Linked DNA regions of Anas platyrhynchos: region 1 is linked to region 2. Evidence: chromatin contacts called from public Hi-C data. All regions are on one chromosome and are shown on one strand. The core of a region is the stretch at or near the end of the contact, and the rest is flanking DNA. Distances in the headings are between cores, read along the strand shown.

The links. Hi-C and Micro-C count contacts between places; a contact is called where the count stands out from the background.
Region 1: a Hi-C map of liver shows a contact between it and region 2, with 2.0 times the contacts expected there. The contact joins two enhancer-like sites. A contact is called at or near these places in 2 of 8 Hi-C or Micro-C datasets (liver and skeletal muscle).

Annotation. Positions count from the first base shown.
Region 1 is chr19:2,548,955-2,554,743 of IASCAAS_PekinDuck_T2T, reverse strand. No RefSeq gene overlaps it. Among named protein-coding and RNA genes, the nearest start is that of KCNJ16, 67 kb to the right of the region's middle. Within about 2 kb of position 3,408, at least 1 of the 8 cell types and tissues checked has an H3K27ac peak or open chromatin away from gene starts, as enhancers often do.
Region 2 is chr19:2,440,707-2,446,162 of IASCAAS_PekinDuck_T2T, reverse strand. The region is part of intron 2 of KCNJ2 (potassium inwardly rectifying channel subfamily J member 2); the gene reads left to right. Among named protein-coding and RNA genes, the nearest start is that of KCNJ2, 41 kb to the left of the region's middle. Within about 2 kb of position 1,737, at least 1 of the 8 cell types and tissues checked has an H3K27ac peak or open chromatin away from gene starts, as enhancers often do.

The DNA of each region.
Region 1 (5,789 bases), core at 2,159-4,658, 110 kb before region 2:
CACATTGAAAAGATCAAAGCTGGTGCCTGGTATTCAGAGACCAGGCTGAAGGTAGCTTGTGTTTTTCCTGATGAGTGTCCATTTGAGGCTGATGCCTCTCCCTGAAAAGACCTGGTGGGACAAAAGCTGTGGTGAGCTGGCACCTGTCCCAGCTACATGGGAAGGCTCCTGGGGAGTGAGGAGGTGAGCTCTTGTCTTGGGCAGAGGGAAGGAACAGGTTCCTCCTTAGAGCCTCTTTCAGTCCTTGCTTTTAGACCTTTGTGGAGTTTTGATATGGTGATTGGCATTTGCAGAGGGTTTTGTTTTTTTTTTTTTTTCAAAAAAAATCTGAAGTTGAAAAAGGCCAGCTGGCCAAATATTACAGTTTAATTGCAATGAGATATGGGATGGAATGAGTTAAATCTGAATTACTGCTGTATTACTCCTAATATCCTAGAAGTTTTACTGTACGGCGTGAGTCATGGTGTGGTTTGGTCTTTTGTCATGCAGAGTTTGCAACTTTTTTATTATTATTATTATTATTTTTGTGTGTATGTGTGGAAGCAGAAGATTCATCAAAACAGATGAAACCGATGGCTTTCTCGAGCCCAGAAAGGCAAGCCTGGCAGTCCCACACACCTATCGATCTCACAGAAGGTGAGAAAGCCCCACGAGAGCACCTCCCCAGCTAGGCAGCAATATCCTTTTGAGGAAAATTCTTTCCTGATCCTTGCCTTAAAGACGTGATTTGAGATTAATGTAAAGACCATTTGTCATTTCGGTTATAAGAAACGCTAATGGCTTTACCAGCCCTTTGCATTTTCTGCAAATTAAGTTTGTATTGTGAATTTTTCTATTAAATACAAAGCAGTAAAGAAATAGCCTGCTGTAAATGGCAGCAACAAAAGTGACTCACTCATCAATTCCCTGTTAATTGTCAGATGTGTTTATCGCAGGGAAGAATTGATAACCTGTAATAAGACATGATGGATTTAGCCAGCTGTGTTTCTACAATTTCAGGCTGGTGTATGTCCAACAGAAACCAACAAAGTTAGACAAGTACAAAAAAAAAAAGAAAAAAGAAGAAGCACGGTAGTGTTGATTCAGCACTGCTGTATTTTCTTCTCCTGATTATTTTTGTAATAACAAGTGTCTGATAAGTGGGTTAAAGACTGACTAAACGAGACGGGATTGGAAAAGAATTGCCATTATGTTTGTTGATATTCCACCAGTTAATTTGAAATGTAGGCAAGTCATGGAATAATTTAGGCTGGCAACATATTACATGAGACTTTCCTTCTCAACTTCTCAAGCTAAAAAAAAAAAAAAGAACACACTGTCTGTATTAGTAAGCACACAACGTATTTAGATAAGTACATGGAGTCAGAATGAATACAGCCTACATGAGAAATAAAAGGAGACAGACTCTGCGGTGGAAAAAGCATCTGCTCCTTGCAGACATGGGCATTGCCATGGCACTGGAGCAGCCCAACGTGAGTCAAACACTGCAAATATCTGCATGCAGCTCCCTGTGCTTGTCCCTCTTCTTGTGGGATGCCCCATCCTCATGGTCTGGGGCTGGAGGTGGCACACAGCCCTGTGCTTTTGGGACATGGAACCTTCAGGACATGGCCTCTGTCTTGATGCCAAGGTCCCCATGCACCAGTCTGGCCACAGCAGGCGAGCACAGCCCATAAAATGCATCTGCAAGGGACCATCTCCGAAGTCCACCTGCCAAAAGTGGAGAAGCCCCCATAGGGGAAATGTACCCTGATGTACCAAGTCCCGAGGACAGTGTGGTGGCACCCTCGTCTGGTGATCTTCTCTTTATTTTTCCTCTTTCATTCGCAAATTTCCTTCTACCCAAATGCTGCCAAAAAGAAGTTAACCACCCCAAACACTGGGAACACTCACATGATATTTGCAGCTGACCACATCCTCCCAAATCTTTCTTCATCTTGGCCTACTCAATGTATGAGCTTGCAGAGAACAATTCACCCCTTGCCCAACGGGGTTTGAGTTCAACCAGAATTCCCAAGGACTCTGGTAAAAATTGGGCATGATCTTTGAAAACCTAGTATGGTCTTAAAAACCAAAGATATACTGATGATGCCTGACTAATGAATGTGTGGTGGCCAAAAGCAGCTAATGAGACATGACCATGTTAGTCCTACAGAAATCAGAGTGATTAATCATACAGCCAAATGAGCGTACATAATGATAGAAGCCAACGACGCCCTCACATGAGACTCAAATGTCTTCCTGGCAGATAATTCATTCAGGACGCAAGATTACTGGGCCTTGTGCGCTGAACTTCATGAAGGCCTTTGATCTGTGCCACATGGGGTTAGATTAGAAAAGGCATGAAATGTATACAGGCTCTTCAAATTGCAGGGAAACTTTTCCTTGATCACAAAAGAAGATATGAATCAAAGAGATTTCCTTCAGGAAAATCTCAAAGTTCAGGGTTTCGGCAGTGCCCCCAAATACAATTAGGATGTGGAGAGCTGTGTTTTGCTCTTGAATTCACCTGTGTGAACTGAAATCAGAAATAGAAACACTGCAGCAGCTTCCTGAACATTTTGCAGCCCAGATTTTATTAATATCTTCCCCAAACTGGGATTATTTTGCTCATGACCCATGTTCAAATCTGTTCAGGCTTTGTTTGGAAGCAGAAAAACACTCCTCATGGAGGCAACATGCATAACCAAACAGAAATTGCTTGTGTTTGACAGCTTATTTATTTATTAAAAACAAAACAACAGCAAAAAAAAACACTATTAAAATTTAATACAAAATCATATCCTACTATGGAATTCTATGAGAGTGTTAAAAATAACCCAACAGGAAGCATAAAAGCACTTATTAAATTCTCCAAGTATTTACAGTAATTTCTGCATCGGACTCCATTAGATTTCCTAAGAACATTCAATTCCATTTTTACCAAGTTCTCCAGGATTTTTCCAAAAAATGGTCAGCTATTTCTTCCCTTTTTGATCAACAGAGAAAACAAAGCAGCCTGCTTCTTATCGGAGATCTGATTAGATCAACACTTGGTTGCTGCAAAACACAGCACCAGACTTTCAGCTGGCGAAATTCAGCATAAATCTGTTGCTTTCAGAGCTGGACTCACAGACTCCGGTTCCTCCTCTGCCTACCGCTCACCCCAGTTGCCTTTAACGAGATAATAAATCCACGTGCCTCCAGCTTTTGGCTCCCATTTACCAGTTAGTCAACTTGAAAAGCTATTGTTGTGAACTTTGGTATATTTTAGTAGCTGTAAAATTAGCTGTGTTAGTTCAGAGCTGCTGGGAGGGGCTCGTGAGATGTTATTCTCTCTAACATTTTCTGTTGGGGATGGATGGGACGGCCAAGGGCTGAGGTCATTGGGGCTTTGTGTTTAGCAGGAGAGGGGGAATCAGCAGTGCTCGCCAGCAGACCGTCTCCCAGTGACTGTCAGGGTTATGCAACTGGATGTCTCCATGGTGCCCTGGAACGCTGCAGCCCATCTCTGTGAGAGATGCTCTTTCCGAAAAAGACTCCGTGTTTCAAAGAATGACACTTTCTGGCTTCCCAGACACAAAGGCACAATCGTTTCCATTACAGAGCTCGTCTCATCACCCCAGGTTGTGCTGGCCCTGAGGAGCTGCTGTCTAGAGACTGTGCAACCGGGCTGCGAGGATGGTCATGCTCTGTACGGTCGGTTGCCAAAATTACTTCTGGGAACAAAGACGCTCCCTGATTTTTCTGCAACTGAAGTAAATCTCAGACAAAAAACCCAGAGGGAGCTGTTGGCACACATCACGCAGCCATCAAACAGGAATCCTGCTCTCAGATCAGCCAGCTCCTTGGCAGGCAGGAGTTTAGAAACCATTTAGCACATGAAAGCTGGTAAATATGTATATATGTATGTATATATGTATATGAGACACTTATGCATAAGGAAACTGGGCTAGGCATATCATTTTCCAAAGCTGAAAATGTGTCACTCAGCCATAATTGCTAAGCTGAGAGTAATCAAAGTGATTGCTTTAAAGATTGTGATGGAGAGTTCAATGACAGCTCTTAGAGGTGCTTACAGCCACAGTTGTGGTTTTGATGGGGTGGTTCTGGCAAGAGGCTGAATAGAGGTAACAGCACGAACCTGGTGCATGACGGTAGAGCTTTTTCAAAGCCTCACTCAGTAACATGCCATCCTTGCAGGCAGCAAACTTCCCAATAGAGGAGGGTGCCTTTTGGGTACTGAAATGTAAACAGATGCTCCCCTGCAATTAAGTCTAAAGGAGCTGCACATTCACATTCATTTCACACTTGCTGGTAGAGTTCCTCTGAGTTATTCTCCGTCAGTAACTTCACTGGTCTGGGAGCACTGAGCTGAGGCAGGAAATGTTTTCTGCACTGTTGCTCATTATTTCCCAAATGTCCTTGGGACAGGCTGCTTGCTCACCGCTACTTTGTGAACCACCAGCACGAGTGATGCCACCAGAACTCTGCTGAGCAATGGAATAACCTCCTGAGGCTAAACACAGCCTAGGGATCAAAGATGTTTCGTGGGTCTGCTGCTATCATTTGTGTGTCTTCAGCATCTGCTCAGCTCCTCCCGGTGCTCGTGGGATGCCAACCTCTGCGAAAGGGCTGGGTGTGCAGGGAATTCCGGCAGGGAGGTTACAAGGAAGCTCTGGCACCTGGTGTTGTGCTGACTTGCCCATTAAGTGCTTGATGGACTTTGGTTTTCTCCGATGAGTTTTCTCCCTGGCGCTTACTCCTACCTCTAAGCTACGCTGTGTGTTATACCGCTTTGCTTGGCTTGCACCCAGCCCTGGCTTCACCGCAAAGTTTTGTATCAACAGGCCAGGTATATAATAAGGTGTGCTCTCCCTGAGTTATTTATGAACTAAGAACACATCCCTTGGCCAGGCAGCGATACCTCGTCTCAGGCACAGCTCTTTAAAAAGCAGCTTCTTTATTTTCCAGATGCAACTCGCACTTCTCAAAGTTGGATTTCTGCTTCCAAGTGGCTGCTTTGCAGCTCAGGCTACAGAGGACGGAGGTCGGCATGGGAGGGAAAGACCTCGGCACGCGATTGTGCTCAGCAGGTCATTCCCACAGCCTGACTCGAGCGTATCCCCCCTGCACCATTTATGGCTGGGAAGGAGAAGTGGAAGCATTGTGGATACACTGAGATGAATTAGTGCAGAATGCCATTTGCACTGGGGAACGCCAGCAGCACCACATCCTCCTTATCCTCATGGAGAAGGAATGCCCTTGTCACGCATGCCTTGGGAGGGACATGTGTTGCCTTGGGAGACGTGGGGTGGGTGTCCCAGGTGGGCTGCAGGGAGGGATAGGACACAGGTGACACAACACCCTGCCAGGGCTCCCACCTTTGCTTTTCAGGGTGTTCGGAGTGGGTGCATCACCTCCTTGCAGCACACTCATGCGCTCTATCTCAGTCTCACCAGCCCCTCTTTCACCATCGTTTTCCTATTCCACACATGCTACAACAAGCTTCAAAACCCTCAGAGGCTGCTCCCTCCCATGCACAGAAAGAGTTGTGTAGCAAATGTGAGTGATAGCTTGTTGTTTGATTTTATACTCCCCATAAAAGTCCATTCCATCTTGGAAGGAGAAGCACAGTGGCGGGGAATCCAACTGTATCCCTTGGAAATCTCCCAGCTGACTCCAGAGGAGGATCAAATCTCTATAATGCAATAAAGCAGACAAATGAAAAAGATTCTGCAATCGAGGTGAAGTCCAAATTTCCTCCATGTCAATGGGAAAGTCACTGGCCTCTAGTCAAAAGCATATTC
Region 2 (5,456 bases), core at 488-2,987:
ATACTGATTAAAACCTCTTCTATTCAGTGATCTCATTTTCCACAGGCAAAAAATTCACCTTTCCCTTGTCAGTTCTTTCATTTATGAGGGCATGGCACAGCGTCATTCCTGAACTGGCAGCCACTCCTTTTGGAGGGCCAAATACCCATGCCTTACTGGGTCCTCTTTCCCTTTCCTCTCATTTTATCCTTCTTTTTGGAGAAGTACCAAGTAAAACCATCAAATATAGTCACCATCCCATTTTAGCTGAATCCCCCATGAGGCATAAGCCCTGCACAGCTTTACACACCAGAAGCTGTCTCCCAACACCCTCCAGCAAACCTATGGCTGTTGGTGCAAAGACCAAGCCCCACAGACTTCCCTTGGTACGGTCCGTACCAAAGATGCAGAGGGATGATTTTGGAAATGCTGGCATTGGCAATACTCAGGAAGTTGGGTGCAAAGCTCTAGCAGGTAAAAGCAGAATTGCATGTTGAGTGCATATGTCTACACATGTGGATGCGGGACTGAAACAACTCCCATCACTTTCCTTACGTTCGCATTAATAAGTGGGACAGCGCCTGCCAATTCCATCTCAAGTTTCGTCCCTCTGAAATATGTGCACTTTCACCAGCTGTGTATTTGGCCCAGGGTAATTACTATAGTGCTAATTTTACCAGAGATGATGAAAGCGCTGGAACAGCCTAACCATATAAAGGGAGGAGATACATACAGCTGATCCAGTCTTCTGGATCCTTTTTTGAGCAAAGGAAGTCATGACTTTGACTTGTAGATTTGTTCCTTAGGGAGGCTTCTTCTTACAGAGCTAGCCGAAACCCAACTGAGGTTAGAAAAGAGCAAGGTCAGGGATACTTGTGTGCTGGAAAATAAAAAGCACTGAGCGCTGAAGTGTTGCCTTGTAGTAAATTACCTTATACGGATTAAATTACTCAAATAGATCTGCTTCTTTTCTTTTCTCTCCTGTGAGAGAAGCCACTTCCAGACACCAAAAGCACAAAGATGCTTGAAAGTCTTCTATTTCTCTCTGGACCTTCCAAAAAGATTCAAAGTCAATTGAAATTTCTAATGAGGACTCAGAACAGATATTTACTCTATCCAAACCAGTTCAGCTTGAAAAAATTACAGTATGGTCAGAGGAAAAGCAATTTGCCAGAGCTTGAAGAGTGTGAATAATGCAAAGCAAACAGCTCTCTGCAGTGTTCACTTATGTTTTCAGACCTGCTCACCTTTATTGTGCACCCACCCTGGCTTTACCTGGCGGTGCTGGTGGCCAGAACCAGGGGTGGTGAATAATGAGAGCTGAGCTGGTGGGTGATTTCTAACTTCTGAAAATTTGGAGGATTTTTTTTTTTTTTTTTTTAACAAAGCACACAGGAATGATTGGCGCTGTTGGCACTCGATCCTAAGCACCGGAGCCATCCCATTAGCAAGGATGAACAAAGCCATCCCGTTGTGCCCGGCTCTGCTCTATTTTGCAAAGGTTTTTATGTCACCTTTTCTGTCAGAGAGCACAAGCACCTTCCAGTACTGTAACAAGCGACATGACGAGCCTCTGTTCATTCTCTTTATCTCTTTGTCTCTCTGGCTGCCTCTCTCACTCTTTACTCTTTGCCACTGATTGCCTCGACATGTGATCTCTGGCCTTTGTCAAACCAAGATAGTCAGAACTCGAGTGCGGAGCGTTCCCTCTGCCTGAGCCCTTACCGGTGGCCTCGGTAGGCAGTTAGCTCTGAAGTTAAGCATGCGATTAGGTCAAAGCAAAATACAGATCTAAGTGCTACTCTGAATAAAGGCGGTTCCTGTCTCAGGACTCAGCAAAAGAACACGGCCTTCCTGTAATCAGACCATCTTTTTGTGAGCCGAGGTCTGACAGTGTGTTTCTGTGGATTGCTTTATGCCACCAACAAGCTGACTTGTGCCAGCCTGGCCCCCCTATGCCCCTTACTCTCTGCAGCACCCATTCCCGTGGGAAGAGCAAGCACAGGCCCAGGAAACCTCTGGAGTCCCAGGGCCTGCAATGCCAGCGGCAGGCCATGGTGTCACCGTGGGCTGCAGCAACTTCGACATTTCATGAATTTCTGTACTGATTTTTTTAATACTTGATGAGAAATGGCACAATCCTTTTCCCTCCAGTCTCTGTCACAAGGTTGCTTAATAAGGTTTGGGCATTAGCTCAAATAATATTAGAGGATCAAAGCCAACTTTTGAAGTATTAGGGAGATTACAAAGAAGTGCATGGCTCATTCCTTCTCAGGCACAACATCTACTAGCACAAAACCGGGGGGAGCCTCCTTCTGGGGCCATCCTTTCCAAGGGCCAAAGCAGCACAGGACATGCAGTTCGGCCCAAAATTTAATTCAGGATGCCCAGAAGTGGGTGGGGAATCCTCCCTCCCCTCTGTGTCTGCACAAGCGAAAGGCAAAATTTAGCCTGGAGGCACAAAATGACATCAGAAAAGCAAATAAGCAGCGCAAGATTACGATAGGAAAAGAAAGGAAGCAGTGGCATTTTCTTGCCGAAGATTATTTCCTCTCTGACGACAGATTTTTCAAATGACAGAGGTGTTTTAGTGGGTGGGCCTTGAAGGCCCGGTCCAAATAATCAGTCAAAAACAATATCAGGAAGCTTAACCAACAATCTGAGCTTGGTATGGCTTTACTCATCTGTTCAATTTTAGTTTTGAGGGAAATTTAGGAAGGTGCCAGCTAATTTAATTCGTCTACCTCCTTCCCAGCCATGCGGGAGTTACGAGTGGGGCTGGGCAGCCATTTTGTGCCAGCGATCCACTCCCCTGATTGCCCTGGCTGCGCAGCTCCCGGCCAGGCTCTCCAGCAAGGAAGAAAAGATGCCGAGACCATGGCTGTGAGAGGTTGTGTGGCCTTTGTGGGTGCCGCTGTGGAGCCGAAGAGGGAATTGCTGTGCCCGGTTGGAGGTGACATGCTTTGGAACAGCCGGCCCAGTCACCCGGTCTCCTATCAGGGAGTAGTCTGCACCACGGCCATCAAGATGGAGTTCCGCATGTGATGTAAATAGGCACAGTGCTAGCTCCTCAGGAAATTCAAGCTTGTTTTCTACTGTATTCTGTATTTTTCCTTCCACAATGGCCAATGATCTAACTCTCTGTTTTCAGCAAAGTTTATTTGCTTTCCGGCAGAGAAAATAAACTCTGATGTTGTCATTTACCGTGTGGCCACGCAGTCCAGGCCAATTCTGACGTTCTGGTACAAACCAGTGGAAAACACTGAGGACATTTTTATCTAAGCTAATATAATAGACTAAAAAATCTAAGAAAGTTAGGAGAGCAGTAATTAATTCACAGGGCAATGTTAACACAAACTAGGTGCCTCTGAGTTTATCAACGCACAGTTTTCACTAGAGTGGCTACAGTGATTGGCAGTAAAATACAGTGATAGATAAAAAAAAAAAAAAAAGACCATCAACAGAAATACAATATGCATATTGCAATGCAGGGAAGCCATGTAGGATTTTAACAGAGGTAATCTCAGTCACTTCTAGATCTTGAATCCCACTTATTTCACATCATCTTTCCTTCAGGAACTGCCAGGCATCACCTGAGAAAGTGGAGGCTGAATCACTTAGGTGAACCAACTTGTATATAGGTTGGCAGGACAGTTGCAGAAATACTTTGTGTTAATTTTGCTTAGAAAAGATGAAAAATTTCCATCTCTTCCCATTGGAAATTTCCCCCATTTCCACCTACAGTGGCACACACACAGTGACAAAGGCCAAATCAGATCTCTACTTCATCCCTTCTCTTACAGCAGTACTGGAATTAGGAAAAACACGGGTTGGTAGCATTGCCCCTTGCTTGTCTTGCACAGAACACCTAAAAGTAAGCTCCCTCTGTGCTTGCTTAGCGCTCCGCTGCTGTGCCAGAAGGGTCGGTGGGCAAGATGCTGCAGGAGCGGAGAAGCGGACCAGAAACACATCTTCACATGCAGCTCTCTCCCCACCCTCACACTTTGGCTAACAGCCATTTGCAAGGATCAACTCATCAGACTCAGAACTTCCAGGGAAAGAGGTTTAAGTTTTGTTCCTGCGTCTCTGAGCTCAGAGGGCTCTGCAGGTGAACGTTTGAAAGGTGGCCAAGCACGACATGGGCTCCCGAGCGAGTACGTGGCTTGACTGGTGCTATCCCACAGCAGGGTATGCATTGAAAACCCTGTGAATACCTGCTCCCTTGATAGCCCTCCTGCTTCCATACAGTACTCACATCACTAAAAATTTGCAAGCCAGAGAAATACAAAGATATTCTTACCCTGTTCTGTTCAGCTGAGCGTGAGCCTATCCTGATTTTAGAAAATCTGGCAGGCCAGTAACACTAAACAACTGAAGCTGTAAGGAAGAGAATGAAAGTGTAGTCACACAGTTTTGTATGTGTAAGTTGCTGGCTCTTAACCCTTTTCCTTCCAGGAATTGTCAGGTTCCCTATGTCAGCTCCATGGGCATGTTCTCACCACTCTGGCTAGTTTTATTAACCATTAACTCCCTTTCCCTTGAGATATCCAAAGAATGGGAACTATGGAAAATGATTACAGAGATTAATAGGAAAATATTAGCTTTATTAATATGCAAATCCTTGGGCAGTTTTACCACTTATTCTAAGGTCATTCTCATTAATCTGAACATATGTTCCCCATTGCCTTTGAGGAAAAATTGCCATAGCTGACTGAGGGCTGGAGGAGTTACAATAAACAACATTGCCATGTCACAAATTATACTAGATGTCCCTCAACTTTACCGTATTTCCAAAATAATAAAAAAAAAAATATCCATAATCCTAAACTGTGAAAATGGATAACTAAATGGTTATACAAATGTCTTTCTAAAGCAAATCTTCCAGAAAGTGAAGAACGTGCAAGGTGTACATTAAATGGCAGATTTACATTCCCTAATCATTTTTAGGGTTTTTGACCCTGTACTGGTAAGTGTCGTTTGAGACCTGGGAGATCTCCCCACACCTTGTGTCATCTGTGTCCCCTCACTCCCCCCTTTTTTAGCCATATCTTATTGTGTCTAAGAGTTTAGCTGGAAATTAAAGATCCTTTAAAGTAGGCATCTTAATTCAGTGTGAATCAAACCACATGGAATATGGTGCTGGAAATAAGTTTTCCTTGGCAGAACTTCTTGGGTTGCTTTTGGATTTCTGGTTATATACAGTTACTGTTAGCTATGGATTACTGTTTGTAATTCATTATTTCGAGATTTCTTCACCTTGCTTCCCACATCCACCATCTGCAGTAGCAATGACTGAAAGCATTTACTTTAATATTTCAAAATATAGCCACCAGTTGGTGGTTTGACTTTACAATCAGACTGAATTAGACAGACTGAAATCTTCAGCAAAGATTTTGGACACACTGTATCTGGGAAGGAAAGAGAGAAAATGTGAATGGTGTGTGAATTCCGCTATTCTCGGTGATATAAAACAATTC